Regions from separate parts of the Macaca mulatta genome. Here region 1 is linked to region 2. A link is a contact called in public Hi-C data. All regions are on one chromosome and are shown on one strand. Each heading gives the region's core, a stretch centred on a gene start, on an enhancer-like site or on the middle of the called end of the contact. The rest is flanking DNA. Distances are from core to core; before and after follow the strand shown.

What was found. A called contact is a pair of places that touch in the nucleus more often than the background predicts.
Region 1: a Hi-C map of sperm shows a contact between it and region 2, with 2.7 times the contacts expected there. The contact joins two enhancer-like sites. A contact is called at or near these places in 3 of 14 Hi-C or Micro-C datasets (fetal cortical plate, fibroblasts and sperm).

The regions. Positions count from the first base shown.
Region 1 is chr2:176,380,923-176,386,212 of T2T-MMU8v2.0, reverse strand. No RefSeq gene overlaps it. Among named protein-coding and RNA genes, the nearest start is that of CCDC54, 110 kb to the right of the region's middle. Within about 2 kb of position 1,287, at least 3 of the 40 cell types and tissues checked have an H3K27ac peak or open chromatin away from gene starts, as enhancers often do.
Region 2 is chr2:176,230,974-176,236,288 of T2T-MMU8v2.0, reverse strand. No RefSeq gene overlaps it. Among named protein-coding and RNA genes, the nearest start is that of CCDC54, 43 kb to the left of the region's middle. Within about 2 kb of position 3,473, at least 2 of the 40 cell types and tissues checked have an H3K27ac peak or open chromatin away from gene starts, as enhancers often do.

The sequences.
Region 1 (5,290 bases), core at 38-2,537, 150 kb before region 2:
CACACTTGAAAAGACATTTCAGAATAAAAGCTGTCAATGTATCTGCTCTGAAGATGTACAGAAATGCAAAAGATCTGTGGAAAATTGTTTCCCAACAATATTTTTACAAAATTACAGTACAATTATAGCACACTCATCTCTGTACTAATCTGTATGCTTACTTAGAAGATGAAAACCCTATACTCTTCTAAATTGTCGCCAAGTTTCCTTTCTTAATAATCCAATACAAAATGTTTGCTCATTATTTTTAATAGGAAGTTTGTGAAAGGCACCTAAGTATGCTGAAAGAGGTCATCTATCTCTCAAGAATAAGTTGCTATTTTGTCTCAGCAGCAAAGATTTAACAAAGAAAAAGATATTTTCTACTGTCACAATCATCCAAGGACGTGCTTACTAAATCCTTCCCTTGGCATCTAGCAAAAGAGGTCAGGGTCTGTGAATAAGGCAAGGGAATTTAGGAGTAGGAGGAGTAAAACAGAAAACAAAACCAAAATAAACAAACAAAAAAACCCCATGTTCCTTTTGGTAAATGAAGCATATACTAGGAGATCAAACTAATCTGGACTTTATGGAAATGTGTGCAGTCAATTTCCTTGGAATTCATCAGCCTGTAGGTCCTAGTCACTCATGTTGACTGTAATAATACAAATTTCAGTGTTCTTTTTCCCCACCCAGGAGAATTTCTAGGAATTCCTAAGGGAGGTTTCACAAGCACTCATCAAGTCTGTTCTTATCATTCCATCTTTTACCACTGGGCAAACACTGCATAGCGTGAAGTCTCTGGGATGCTGAGGCCTTCCACCACAGCTAAGGCCTGGGTCCCACAAAATACAAAGCCTCATCTCATCGTGTTACTGCATTAACTTTCTATTGCTGCGTAGAAAACTACCACAAACATAGTGACTTGAAGTAACACAAATTATCTCACACTTCTGTAGCTCAGAATTCTGGCATAGCTCAACTGAGTTCTCTGCTTAGGGTCTCTCAAGGCTGACATGAGATATTCACTTGGCTGGACTTTTTTATGGAGGCCCTAGGAAGGAAATCTGCTTCCAAACTCATTCAAGTTGTTGGCCAAATATGGACATAGGTCTACGTTTCTCTGCTGGCTATAGCCAGGAGCCACTCTCAGCTCTTTAAGACCACCTGCATTCTGTGGCACAACCTGCTCTCCCGAGTCTTCAAGCCAGCAACAGCGCATCAACTCCCTGTCATGTTTTGAATCTCTGACTTCCTCTTCTGATCCTACAGAAAACGCTCTGCCTTAAAAGGAGTCATCAGATTAGATCAGGCCCACCTGGATTGTCACCATACTTTAAGGTCAATTAATTTACTTGGGACTTTAATTACATCTGCAAAATCCCTTCAAAGAAGTACTTGGATTTGTATTTGAATGAATAAGCAGAGGTCAGAAATCTTGGGCACTGGTCCGTCGTTAGAATCCTGCCTCCCAGTTACTGTGTGAAGAGTCTCTTTCATCTCTGCTTCCCACTATTTTAGAGAGGTCTGGTAAAGCATTGTTTGTGCACTTATATGTAAGAATTTTTCGAAGATCAGATCTTTGGAGATTTACATATAGACCCATTGCTCTCCACAGTATTTCAACCAAAACATAATGGGGTCTTTGCTACAAGTCAAATGAAAGTGCAAAGGTTGATGCTACATACAGAATTGCACAACCACAAAGATAACTAACGCTTTATCACAGATTAGGACAAATACTTTCTCGGAAATATCAGTCCTTCAGGAAAATTCTTTTGGGGAGATGGCCTTACCAGCACACCAGGCATGCCCAGACCTGTCTGAATTCCAGTTAAGTCTACAGCCTGTTCTCTTACTCCATTTACATACTATTGATAAGGAATCTCCAAGCTTCCTGTCTCAGAGAACATTGAGCACTCTGAGCTGCTTCTCTCCGAGAACACAGAGAGCATGTTTCTTGCTCAGCAGCTAAATGTCTGACTTGTCATTTGAGACAAATGGGGATTTATGCTTCCCTCGTTTATGTGCTTCCTCAAATGACAAGCCTCAGACTTTTTGTGCTTGGAAAGAGCAAGGGTAAAGTACCAATTAACCAAACACATTGCCAGAAAGGACAGGTAGTCACAAATGACTACCGTGTCATTTCTGTAAGAAGGTCTGCAGGACCAGAGTTAAGTAAAAAAATTAGGCCTTGTTTTCTAAATATAGCATGGAGAATAGCAGAATCAAAACAGGAATGGCATTTGCATTATGGGAAGCAATGATTTAGTCCCTTCCTTTTACTTTTTTCATCCAGTTTGCTTTAAACACACAGCTCAACTGTGAACTGACTGAACTGTGAAGAAGGCAGACAGAAATGTAAGTGGGAAAAAAGGCCACCAACCAATCTTTAGTATTTTTTGACTTTGATTGGCCACTGGTGTCGGATAAAATCACCCTTGCTGGAAAGTAACTTCAAAAAGCAGGACATAGCACTAGTACTCAGGCTACATAATATGTGTCATATATTTTTTTCAAAGTCTAAGATCCACATAATGCTGTTCATTGTTTGGCAAAAACAAAAATGTTAGATTTTGTGTCTTGACTTCTGAAACAATGTGGAAAACAGCCAAACAGATTGGTCAGTGTATTGCACGTTTTTAGGGAGTTCTTCTATTAAGCCACCCATTCAATAGACAGTTAATAAAATCAGCCAACAAAGGCAATGAAGAATTTAATTTCAGAATTTTATTTTCCTTTTATGAGTCTCAAGATAATTTATGTAGAACAGAATGATGGGCATGAGGAGAGATACCTTCCAGGTTTACATTCTACTCCTCCTCAAAACTAAGGGCTCTGAGCAACAACCAGGTTATATGTTTATGCTTAACCGAGGAAAAATGATAGAATCTCCTAGAAGAGATACAACAATCCTATAATAGTTGTCTATTTCTAACTGTGGTTTCAAATCAGAACAAAAATGAAAAATAAAGTAAGTGGATACATGGGGAAAAGGAGAGGCTATTTCCTGTCTATGAAGAATTAAGGTAATGAATTTTTACAAGAAGAAAGTTGACATTGAATCTAAATTATTGGAAGACAAGTATATATAAATCATTTCCATATTTGTACTTAGCCAGCCATGGCTTCCAAAAAAATATGTGCAAGTATTAAAATTCAGGTAAAACAAGAAGTAATAACCCAAATCACTTAAATCTTAGCTTCTGTTAACCATGGATAAAGATGTAAATAGTGCTTAATTGCTGAAAACTACAAAAAGAGCTTTGAGATGTAACGGTAAGTGTCGGGACTAGAAGTCACATAGACTTATGTTTGGTGCCTAATTCTGCCCTTTTTGTGACTGTGTGGCTATAGGCATTTTTCTTAACTTTTCTGAGCCTCAGTTTCCTTGCCTATAAGGTATAAAGAAAACCTTTCTTGTTTTTCTACTGCGTGTGTCTTCCATGGCCCCCTTTCTTCATTCCTCCTATTCTGAGATAACGTGGCAGAGACTGACTACGTATTCCTCAAACCTGTTTCTTATTTCTGGGCCAGCAGCTGAATGATAGTGTCCAATAGTCGTGCATCCAGGTGGCCCATATGACAGGCCTCTCTGACAGAACAGAAGCAGAAGTTATGTGTCTCATCCAGTCTGGGGCAGTTTCTTTTCCCCTCACAGGGTAATCTTGGAGGCCACATTTTGAAGATGGCAGAAATACTACACAGAAAGCCTAGATCCTTGGGTCACTATTTGGAAGAGAGCTGCTTGACCAGGAACATGTGTAATTGACTCTGCCTATGTGGAAAATAAATTTACACTATTATAAGCTGCTGAGATTTGGGGGTTGTTTGTTACAGCCGTATTATTTACCCTGCCACTGAAATTGGTACTTCGAAGTGGAGCATTGCTATAATAAAAACGTGAAATATGTGTCACTAGCTTGGCACTTGGGCAGTGAAGAGCAAGAACACAGCGATAATAGGCAGAATGCCTGGAGAGTCATACCATACAGTGACATAGTATCTGTTAAAATTGTCATCTGCCATCAAATGGAAGGCGTACTACATACCTACTTAGCAAGTAGGTTTACGGGGAGAGGCTGGGAAACGGAGAACGAATAGTGTGCGTTGGTTGTTGCTGACTGCTGGCAGCAAAGTATTACAAGAAAAAAGCACAGGAAAGGACTGGCCAGTTTGGGGAAAGATGTTAAAGGGAATGAGGAGTACAGAAAGTCAAGGGCTTGCTGGGTGGAAAAGTCAACTATTTCTTAACTTGAAATCATAGAAGATGATATTTAAAAACAGAGATGAAGTCTAGAGGGAAGCCTAGTACCCTCTTGGATAGAATGACAGTCTTTCAGCAAAAGCATATTAAGACTGTGGTGTTCCCACTCGAGCCTGGCAGCTTCAGGGTTGCCATCATTAAGTTGAGTATGTGAGACAGGGATCTGAAGAAGCAAAGTAAAGCACCCTTGAGAATTATATCTAGGAAGGTACTTTGGGTGTGGTAAACACATGAAAATGAGTCAGTAGAAAGCTACTAAATTTCCTTGAAAAATACATTGCCCAGTACCAGAAGTCTGAAATTAAAATGTCAGACTTTTAAGACTTACAAAAAGCTTGAGTCTTTAACTTCCATGAACAAATAAAGTTAGGAAAGCTGTATAACTCCCAAAGAGGGCTTACTCTTAATACCCAGTTCAGAGAAAGCCATGGAAAATAATAAACTTGGAAGAAATTGCTAGAGATCAAAGCCAGGGGCCACAGAAAGCAACAGACTAAAAAAAAAAAAAAAAAAAAAAAAAAAAAAAAATCCTCAAGGACAGTAGCAATTGGCACTAATCAAAGGACTTCTCCTACCCCAGAGTGGGAAATCCTCACAATGTTGACTAAGTGGAATTTCAGAATTGCCATAGCCTGATGATTTTCCTGTGTCTTTCATTCTGCTGATTTTTTAATGAGAATATTTACAGGCTGTCTTGTGCCTGTTTTACTAACTGTGTGTTGGGGATGGAGGGGAGCAAACGGATCACTGTCTTTTAGATCATGGGCTACGCAAGCACAAGGAGCCACATCTAGGACTAAAGGAGATAATTTCACATCACTTGAACATCTTGGACTTAGAGCTAGAAGCAGGGACTGACTGGATGAGATCTTGTGTTTTCCACTTAAGAAAGGGGCTTATATATTCTATGTGTGAGAGGAAGCGTGAAATTGGTATTTGATGATCAAAAGGACAAACTATGACAGAAGCTTATAAGATACTCATCAAATGTTTTTTTTTTTTTTTTTTTTTTTTTTTCCTGGGGATACTGGTAAGCTACATTTC
Region 2 (5,315 bases), core at 2,224-4,723:
ACACCAACCTAGAATTTTGTACTCCATGAAATTATCCTCTAAAAGTGGAAGAGAAATAAAGACTTTCTTAGACAAACAAAAATTGAGGGTATTTGTGGCCAGTAGATTGAGAAATGTTAAAATAAGTTGTTCAGAAAGAAGGAAAATGATATAGACCAGAAACTCAGATCTACGTAAAGAAAAGAAGAGCGTCAGAGACTGAATGAAGGTGAAATACTTATTTTTCTTATTCTTAATTGGTCTAACAGATAATAGTTTCTTCAAAATAATAATAGCAACAGTGCATTTGATTATATATGCTTATGTATAAATGAAATGAATAACAGCAATGATACAAAAGGAAGGGAGGAAAGAATTATACATTTGGAAAAGCCCATAGAATGTACAACACCAAGAGCGAACTCTAATATAAACTATGAGCTTTGTGCGTGTGTGGGGACAGGAGGTAAACAGGAATTCTACAGTTTCCTCTCAATTTTGGTATGAACCTAAAACTGCTTTTAAAAATAAAGTTGGCCGGGCACAGTGGCTCACACCTGTAAGCCCAGCACTTTGGGAGGCCAAGGCAGGCGGATCACCTGAGGTTGGGAGTTTGAGACCAGCCTGACCAACATGGAGAAACCCCATCTCTCCTAAAAATACAAAATTAGCTGGGCGTGGTGGCAAGTGCCTGTAATCCCAGCTACTCGGGAGGCTGAGGCAGGAGAATTGCTTGAACCCAGGAGGTGGAGGTTGTGGTGAGCCGAGATTGTGCCTTTGCACTCCAGCCTGGGCAACAAGAGCAAAACTCCGTCTCAAAAAAAAAAAAAAAAAAAAATTAAAAAACAATTTTTAAATAAATAAATAAATATAAAGTTTAATAATTTTTCAAAGCCCAGCACACTGAGATGTACTATACACCTACACAATGAATAAAATCAGAAAGTGACATCACCATGTGTTGGTGGGATGCAGAGCAACAGGAATTCTCAAATTTTACTGACAGATAGATAAATGGTATCCCTTGCAATAATGCTAAGCAGTTTTTAACAGTTAAACATACATCTACTTGAAATAGCAACTCAACTCCTGTATACTTACCACAGAGAAATGAAAACATATTACTGTAATAAAAGAGTTGTGCAAGAATGTTCATAACAAATTTATTCACAATAGCCAAAGAATGGAAACCATCTAAATGTACATCAACAGGAGAATGAATAAACAAATTACAGTATATTGATATAAAAGAAGACTACGTAGCAATAAGAATGAACTACTGATACATAGAACAACATGAATGAGTCTTATAGGCAAAATTCTGAGCAAAAGTAGCAAAATGCTGAGAAAAACAATTATCTGATATATATTAATTTCCCTAATTATGTTATTACGAAATTGCACATTAAAACAAGATGCTACTACACACCTATTAGAATGACCAAAACCCAAAACACTAACAACAAATGCAGGCAAGGATGTTAAAGCAACAAGAATTCTCATTCATTGCTGGTGGAACGCAAAATGGCACAGTCACTTCGGAAGACAGTTTGGCAGTTTCTCACAAAACTAAACATATTCTTACCATAAAATTCAGCATTTGCACTCCATTGTATTTACCCAAATGAACTAGAAACTTATGTCCACCCTAAAACCTTCACACAGATGTTTTTAGTGGCTTTATTCATAATTATCAAAACTTGGAAGCAGCCAAGATGTCCTTCAGGAGTAGAGAAACTGTGGTGTATTCATACAATGGATATTAGTCAGCACTAAAAAAAAAAAAAAAATTATCAAGGCATGAAGACACGGAATAAACAAATGCATATTACTAAGTGAAAGAAGCCAATCTGAAAAGGGATCATACTCCAACTATATGACATTCTGAAAAAGGCAAAACTATTACAGAGACAGTAAAAATAATTAGTAGCTGCCAGCAGTTAGAGGGCAGAGAGGGAAGGAAAGACAGAGCCCAGAAGTTATTTAGGGCAGCAAAACTATTCCATCTAATACTACGATGGTGAACACATGTCATTAAACATTTGTCAAAACCCATAAAGTGTACAACACCAAGAGTAAACCATACTGTAAACTAGAGACTTTGGGTAATAATGTGTCAGTGCAGGTTCATTGATTGGAACAAATGTACCACCTTGGTGCCACATGTTGACAGCAGGGGAGGTTGTGGATGTGTGGGGATGGGAGGTATATGGGAATTCCCTGTACTTTCTGCTCAATTTCGCTGTGAATCTAAAACTTCTCTGTATTAAAAATAATAATAATAAAGAATTAAACGGTTTTTTTTTTTTTCCTGAAAAGAGGGGCCGTGAATCTAGTAGACATTGACAGTATAGTGTAAAAAAGAAGAGAAAAGATAGACGTCAGTCAATACCTATGATGCAAGAATACAGAGTTTAGTTCATTACCTAGTGGGATGTATAAGAAAATATCCCTAAGGTGTCTATAAATGTAGAGATTGACATTTTGAAAAACCAGCAAAAACTTTGTGGGACTTCACTCATAAATGAAATGTCAACATAAATTGGCACAATTTATATAGCTAGGGCAGAAAGGAGAATTTTGTTACTGAATTTATGAAAAACCTGAAAGAGAAATATTTTATTTTCAAGAGAATTTTTAAGAATATTATAAACTGAATAAAATATCATGTTGCTGCTACTACAAGAACAAGTTTATCTCCATTATCGATGACAACTTTCAGAGAACTACAAATCCAGTGTCACTTGGGGCTCCGTAGTTTCTACTTCCTTTGGAAGAACTATAAAACAGATATTTTCAGCCAACAGACAGTACCACAAATCAACCAGCCGATTTTAATATGTCCTTGTCCAATCAAAGTAAATGATGAATTAACCACAAACATCAACACTGTTAATGTTTATTGGTTATTTAAAATATAATAAGCTAAATAGCACAACCAGATTGACACTCACTTTTTAGGTAAGTTTTGTTCATCTGTATTTACTTTTGTTTCTGTTTCTTTATTTCCCAATGTTAGTTAATTAACACATATATACATAGACGTCTACACATTCTCCTCCCAGAATTTGCTGCTTAAAATGTATAAAAGTCATTTTTTTTTATTGTTAACATAGTATTTGTTACAAAATCTGTTAATGTTCTCATTTCTTCCGGCAATGTGTTAATTGCTAACAAAAATAAGGTTTTCTTTACATAGTCATTACATCGACAAACACTTAGAAAATTTTGTTTGTCTTTTAAGAAAAGTAACAGTATGAATGAAATGGTCACTCACCAATTAAAGATGGTAGCTGACAACCATAAAACACATCATTCTGTTTCTGGTCTCTGTATTTGCTACTTTACATTAAATTCTAAATTTAATAAAATATTTCATTTCTCTCTCTCTCCAATGTCACCAAAATTTTCCCTCAATATCTGAGAGACGAAAATGCAACCTTACTTCCCTGAGACCTTATCCTAAGTAGTCACTGTTCAGCAAGCAGGCAGCATGTGTGCCCTACAGGCACACAATTCAAACCAAGAAGTAGAAAAGTCTTGCTGAAAAAACTTTCACATTCAAAAGCGGCACCTTTGTTGATCTCCAAGAGCTCTGGTACAGTTACTCAGCTTGTTGTCAGTTTTTGTCACTAAAATACTGCCACCTTCAGGAAGAAATGTAGGAATCTGCAATTGCATTAGTGAGGGAATCTCACTGAGAACCATTAAATGCAAATTCCACACAGCCCTTTATTAGAGCATAGCTATAATATATCCTGAGTTGTTTTTTCTATATACCTAAACATTAGTAATCTATTTTAGTAGACTTTTTTCCCTTAATAGCTTTTTTTTTTTCTGAATAGCTAGGCATTACAGTGAAAAGCTGCCCAGAAATAACAAATGGAAGATAATTCACTATTAGAGATAAAAGTAAAACTTCTTCAGTAAGACCAGGAATTCTCAGGTATTAAATTACAAAACATGAAGAACAAGCTCCAAAATATTTTCTATACTCAAATAATGAAATACATATATAGAAAATATATATGTACACAGTTTTAAGAAATAATTCCATGACCCATTATACATTTTACAAGAACTATATCTCTTTAAATCCTCTTTCAGGAGCTAAAATAGGATTTTCTTCCCCTTTACCTTCTAGGTCCTCCTTCATTTATCAGTTAACATAAAATTTAAAAGCAACTTTGTGCCAGCTGTCTAGTGTTTAAATTGAACATTTCAGTTTACATCAAGAATGTTCTCGTTCTTTTTCTCTCTCTTGCTTTTAAAAAAATTTCTAGAAGTTCAGCTCTCTATTTCATCATCTGCTCTTGGTCTGATTTTATTTCATTTCCTTTCACTTATTCTTTCCCTTATCTTCTTTTCTATCTTCTTCTCTTCTTCATTGGTGTATTTTTACTTAATTTAGAAAGTCCATTGTAATTAGCCAATTTCTTTAATGTCCTATAAGCACTATATACAGGGCCCTCTTTCTGTTTTCTCTTTATTCAAAATCCATGCCCTATTCAGACAATGCCAATAAGTACTTTTCATAAACAGGTTTTTTTTAAGTGTATGATTATTGTGGAATGTCACAAATATTTTACAAAACACTAATTATAGAGTCTGATTGGAAAGGACACACACACAAAGCCTTCTCTTATTTTAATCCTCAAAGCAGTTTGTCAGATCGCCCCAGGTTAATTTGAAAATGGAATAAATTAAAATTTCAATGTGATAACTTTGGGAAGAAGGAGGAACTTTACAAAATAACTTTGATATTCCCCTAAACGAATTGAGTGAAGACAATAACCACTACAAATCAAGTTTCTGGAAAAAGAAGATTATTAAAAGAGAAGGTATACTATCGGATATTAATAATAATTAAAACTATGTGGAATCAGTGTCTGAAAACAAGAACAGATGAACAGAGTGCAAAAGGAGCCTAGTATAGATACGAATTTAGCATGCGTTAAAGTGAGGGCAGATCGCTTATTTTTAAAATGATGTTAGAACAACTGATTAACTGTTTGAAAAAAAAAAAAATTAGAACTTCTACTTCATAAATACCCCAAAATGAAATAAATCCAGGAAAAGCAGAATTAGCCACTTGAAAATTAAGGTCTATTTTAAAACACAAATGAATACTTTTTTGATTACAACGTAGATAAGGAAGAAACAACAAAAAAGATTGATAAGTGGATTAACCTAAAAATTAAAAGCATCTCTGTTTAAAACATCATAAATATAATTAAATGACAAATGGTAACTTGGAAAAAATATTTTCAACATTAATGGCAGCTAAACGTTTAATATCTTTACATTGGAAGACATCTTACAAATAATAAGATAAA